Regions from separate parts of the Mus musculus genome. Here region 1 is linked to region 2. The links are chromatin contacts, called in public promoter capture Hi-C maps. All regions are on one chromosome and are shown on one strand. The core of a region is the stretch at or near the end of the contact, and the rest is flanking DNA. Distances in the headings are between cores, read along the strand shown. Region 1 holds the start of Pcsk1 (proprotein convertase subtilisin/kexin type 1). Region 2 holds the start of Erap1 (endoplasmic reticulum aminopeptidase 1).

The links. Promoter capture Hi-C pulls out the DNA fragments that hold promoters and counts their contacts.
Region 1: a promoter capture Hi-C map of embryonic stem cells shows a contact between it and region 2, with 11 times the contacts expected there. The contact joins the promoter of Pcsk1 here to the promoter of Erap1 in region 2. A contact is called at or near these places in 15 of 39 promoter capture datasets (the 3T3-L1 cell line, 3T3-L1-derived adipocytes, the C10 cell line and 10 more), 6 of 484 Hi-C or Micro-C datasets (cerebral cortex, cortical neurons, embryonic stem cells and 1 more), 7 of 115 datasets of contacts at active chromatin or transcription factors (bone marrow-derived macrophages, embryonic stem cells, forebrain and 2 more) and 1 of 9 other capture datasets (pancreatic islet).

The regions. Positions count from the first base shown.
Region 1 is chr13:75,088,400-75,091,181 of GRCm38.p6, reverse strand. Pcsk1 (proprotein convertase subtilisin/kexin type 1) reads right to left here and starts at 1,325. Exons shown (of 14, transcript NM_013628.3): 1 at 941-1,325. The coding sequence starts at 1,120.
Region 2 is chr13:74,638,543-74,641,242 of GRCm38.p6, reverse strand. It overlaps Erap1 (endoplasmic reticulum aminopeptidase 1), which reads right to left and starts at 1,390. Exons shown (of 19, transcript NM_030711.5): 1 at 1,350-1,390.

The DNA of each region.
Region 1 (2,782 bases), core at 76-2,575, 450 kb before region 2:
AATGGTGAGGGGTTTGACTCCATTTCAAGGGAAAGAAATGCTCAGATTAGAAATCACACCCTCTGTGATTCTCTTTTGGGACTGCTCTGCCAAGCAGACTCCAACTTAATGCTTCTGCGCACCCCTCCCCACCTGTCTGTTAATTCAGCATACACTTGGACAAATATCAGTTTATCTCATAACCCGAAAACCCCAGGAAATGTTTGTGCACACGGCCGAGGTACAAGACAGAAAGAGATCCTTTCCCCACAGTCATTTCTGCAACCAGACCATGCTAAGACACTGGCCATGCAAAGTTAGGAAGCTCAGACTTCACAAGTTATCAGGGAAAATCCTGAACTCCCCCACTGGCGATGCTCGGACTTTTTCCCCTACCTAATCCCCTTCCAGTTTCCCCTACAGATTCTGAACTACCACCACCATCACCTGACTGGGGAGTCACTAGTACCAGCAGCTGGGCGCGCCCTTACACTCAGGAATCTTCAAGCCTGCCTGTCCCCTGTTTTCAGTACTGGGAGCTGGTGCTGCCATATTGAAAAAGAAGGAAAGCGTCAGCTCTGGCCGCAAGCCTCCTGTGTCCCAGGGGACCGAGCTCACTTCCTTTCCCAAGATAGACGAGAGCCCCTGTGCACCTTCAAGTTCCCCGAACAAACGTAAAAGGCTTTTTATTTCATTTTCCAAACCTCGAGGAAGAGGATTTCAAGTCTAGAGCCAACAACAGAGAGAACAGTGTCGGCTGAGCAGCTTCCTCTTGTTTAGCGGCGCCCAGCCCAAACAGTAAATAATGCAAGCATTTCTCCTCTAAAAGCGCGAGCAGGGGGAGGATTCTCCGAGCTGCTTGCGACACTGGGCGCCGGGTAGCGCAAGCGGCTCCCACTTCACTTTAGCCCTACCAGAGTCCTTAAGCCCCAGAAAGTTTTTCGAAAGTGGAAACTCTTACCTGACCCAAAAGGTCATACCCCAGTTCTTCGGCGATGGCAGAGGCAGCTTCTTGCCCTCCGGGGATCTCCGCCGCCCATTCATTAACAAACTGCCTCTTTGCTTTTACACTGTTTAGTGCACACCAAACGCAAAAGAAGGCGAAAGCAGTACACTGCAGAGTCCAACCTCTTTGCTCCATGGCTCAAAACCTTGTTCTCACACAAGTAGGAAGGGCTGGGAGAAAAGAAGCAAGATCAGAGACACACCAGCTAGACTCGACCTTTCCACCCAGCAGCTTAAAACCTCTCCTGGCTCTGGGTTGCTCTACTAGAGCTAGAGGCTCACTGGGAGAGGCTGGGCGGCGAGAGCGAGCGCTCACTAAAGTGCTTCAGTCTCCCGACTGAGTGGAGCCCCAGCCTTACCAACCAGAATAGAAATGAGTGTTTACACGTCAAATCGACGAAAGCCATCTCTTGACGTCAGATCTACCTGGACTGAGAACTGGATGGTATTCCCGGCGGGGTGGAGAAGTGACTAAAATAGGCAGGGAAGGATTAAGAAAAGGAAAAGAAACTGGTGGGATCGGTCAGTTCTGCTGCCTGTTCATAAATACTGTAGCTGTGAGAAACATCTCCATTCTTCAAAGAGAACCGCCTCATTTGAATATAACTACCAAGATCCCAAGGCAGGAAGCACAACAATTACCCCTCACTCCCTACCTCCCACCCCCGCCTTCCATCTATTTTCTCTATCTTACCTTATATCTCCTATGAATGTGCCTGGTGATGATAGAATTCTTATAATGGTTCTTGAGTATCAGCATTTGTTATAAAACAGACACAATCTAGGACTCGTGTTTTGATCTTTCAGAGGCTGGGAGCAGAGGAGCGAAGCTACCTGATGCATTGTTTCAAATCCTGTAAGGAAATAAGCACTTCCTCTACACAGTGTTGAAACAACATTTTTATAGTGCGTTTTAAATCACTCGTAATTCCTCCTCTCTTGCTTCTGACCCCTACTAAAGCAGTTTCTAAAATTCGACCCCAGATCATTTGGAGCCCAGGGCCACCATCATTACAGTGTTTACATTAAAAAGGAGAAAAGGAAGACTGATTGATTAGCAACATGAGTTTTTAACATAGAAACATGTTTTAAATTTTCAACGAGGAGGTTCAGAGCCCCAAAGACTTTCATATCGACTCAGTGAGGGAGGTGGCAAGTTTCATTAACCCAGAACTTTCTATTTTTCCCTCACTGGAGATTTTAACTTTGGCACTGACTTGAAGCTGTGCTGGTACTTTCACATAAAATACAGCAAGAATCTTTGTGGAATACAGATTGCCCTTAGAGGGAGAATAAGAGAACGTCCCTATGCCCACCTTCGAAACAGCAATCATACTGCCTTGATGGACTCTAACTGGAGGGATTGAACAGAGGAGAGCAAACCCCAGCCTTTAATATTCAGCACCGATGTGTGGACAGCGATAATCTCAGTGCCTCTATGAAAGCCTTCTGAGCAGAAAGGGCGCTGCTGCCCTGGCCAGCTCTCAGCAGCTTTCTGTTTGACCTGGGTCTTTCCCTCCTTTGAACAGCAAACTAGGAAGCCTTAGTGGAAGTCTGATGAGGGTCATGATGGTTACTATGTGCATCTTGTTCACCGGGCCTACTTGGCAAGGAAAAGAAATTGAGAGGTGTATTTTTTTTTTCTGAAAAAGATTATTTAACCTCCTAAAGGGAGTGGGAGTGGAGGATGGGGGAGGGTGCATGGCATAAAGCAAGAAAAGGAAGACTACAGGGAAAGGGGACTACAACAAACAGAGAAAAGAAGCAAGAGATGGTCTCCACTATATGAAAACGAGGC
Region 2 (2,700 bases), core at 141-2,640:
ATGGTCCTCAGGGAAGTTAAAGGTAATTGTTTGGATGATTTCCCACTTGTATTAGGACTGAATGTAAAACAATCTCAGCAACACATAAGCTTTCAAACAGCCCCCAGGATAATCCAACTTCTGTTAACATGCACTGAAAATGGCTCGTCACTTCTAACAAAGTATTTCAATGCAGAATTAAAACTATGTAAATATACTAGAATTTTCCTCTTGGGGCCACCTTAAAAAGCTGCTGATTCAAGGTACATTTCCAAATCTGATCAGGAAAGGGGTGGAGGGGGCTGGTGAGATGGCTCAGTGGGTAAGAGCACCAGACTGCTCTTCTGAAGGTCCGGAGTTCAAATCCCAGCAACCACATGGTGGCTCACAACCATCCGTAACAAGATCTGATGCCCTCTTCTGGTGTGTCTGAAGACAGCTACAGTGTACTTACATATAATAAATAAATCTAAAAAAAAAAAAAAAAAAAAAAAAAAAAAAACCTATGGCAGGAAAGGGGTGGAGGTGGGAGCTTTGACAACTGTGGCCAATTTTAAAAAGGTTTTAAATTATTGACCATATATGGAGCTGACAGGAATTCTGGCTTTCTAAAGAAAACACAGTTTGTCTTTCCAAACCCGGGTTACCCAAAGAACCATCAATAAAAGTTTAAACAAAGTGTGTTCTCTTGGTCCTTCCCTTCCTCTTAGGAAATTAACCATTCTAGCAACATAACAGAAAAGGCACTCATTTTGCTCAAACAAGTTCAAATAAAGCTTTCTCTATAATGGCCTCATGTAGCCTTGGGGGGCGGGATCCAGATAGTGATCAGGAGCGGGAGGGGGAGGGAGAGGGGAGCGGGAGAGGGAGGGGGAGAGGGACCGAGTTGGGAGTGGGGCCCGGTTTGCAGGGAGTACAGGCGGAAGAGAGGGAGCCTTCCGGACACTCTGTGCCCTCCCCAGCGCTTCTTCGCTTTCTCTGGGAATACTCTCAAGGTGTTCTCCACAGGCCGCTCCCTAGGTCCGCCCAGTCCTCCCTGGTCGCCATTAGGCTTTAGTGGGATGGACCGCTGGCCAGTCTCCAGCAGCTAGGCGGCTCGTGGTCAGCTCCTGCCAGTGACTCACTCGAGCCAGCGAGTACGCCGGCCCGGCAGCCTCGGCTTTCTCCGGGCCGGGCCGGCCAGCAGCGCCCTGCCGGGGCTTCACGCTCCTCGGCGTGCTCAGACTCCTGCTCCCGATCCTCCGCGCCCGTCCTGCGCACTTGAGCCCGGGCCTCCACCGGGGTCGGTTAGCCAGAGCCCACCCTCAGCTGCCCACAGCCCTGTACCGTGCGGGCCCAGTCCTCCACCGGGCCAGGCCGAGACTCCTCACCTTCATCACAGCCGCCAGTCTGGCCGCCCGGGACCGAAAGTGAAAGTGAAGGTGGACCGGCAGGGCACGTGGGGCTGAGGGTGAAGTGAACCTGCTAAGGCGCTAAAAGAGAGCAAGCCTAAGGGATCTAGCCAGGGCTTCGGGAACTCAAAGTTAGGGACCCTGATAGGGAATGCATTCTCCAGGACTGGCAGAGCACCAGGCAGGGAGGCGCACCCATCAAAACGTGGACTTTTTTCTCCTCCACATCTCGTGGTGTATTTGTTTTGTTTGCTAACTTCACTAACGGAAGAAATGCAGCAATGTGCAAAGGTAGTGCTCAAAATGGCATTGGCCTGCCAACTTGGAAGGACACCTATTGGATGCAGATGTTTTCATCTGAGAGCCCTGCCCCACCCCCAAAAGATTCAACCTGGGAAGTCAAATTCTGAGTGCTCTGGGGATTTTCTGTTCAGTGTAGGTACCTTATATGCTGGGGGGGGGGGGGGGGAGATTAGAGGTGGCCCCCAGAACTTCCCTACCCCTAATAAGGAAAAGACACTACACTACAGAGGATTGCTATTTATTTATTTATTTTTGGTTTTTCAACACAGGATTTCTCTGTGCAGCCCTAGCTGTCTTGAAACAGCCCTAGCTGTAGATCAGTCTGACCTCGTACTTGCCGATCCGCCTGGAGAGCCGGGATCAAAGGCGTGTGCTACCGCTGCCAGGCAAGGTTAGATGGCTTAGTGGTTAAGAACCCGCTGCTCTTTCAGAGTTCATTTGTTCAATTCCCAAGAAACTATAGGGTGGCTCACGACCATCTAGAAAGGAATCTGATGCCCTCTTCTGGCAGGTAGGTGAACATGCAGCACTCCTACATTTAAATAAATAAATTTAAAGCCAGTTTTACACAGAAGTAATCAAACACACATTCTAGTTCCTGTCCAAATATTATCCTGGCTGTTCCCCAGTTTGCTTAGGCCTAGTTCTCAGTGTCCTGCCCTTTGAGAACTTGGCATCCAAGCCTCTGAGCATTATTTCTCAACACTGTTTTCAATGCTTGTTTTTGCAAAAACTATGTACCACCAGGGACATTTTTTTTTCTTACAAAGGAAAACATTTAATTGGGGGCTGGGTTACAGTTTCAGAGGTTTAGTCCATTATCAGCATGGTGAGAAGTATGGAATGGTGCAGGCAGACTTGTGCTGGAGGAACCAAGCGTTATATTTGATCCGAATGTAGCCAGAAGAATACTCAGATTCTACACTGTTCAGAGCTTGAGCATTGGTTAGCTCAAAGCCCAACTCCACAGTGATGGACTTCCTCTAACAAGGCCACACCTCTTCATAGTGCCACTCCCTATGGGCCA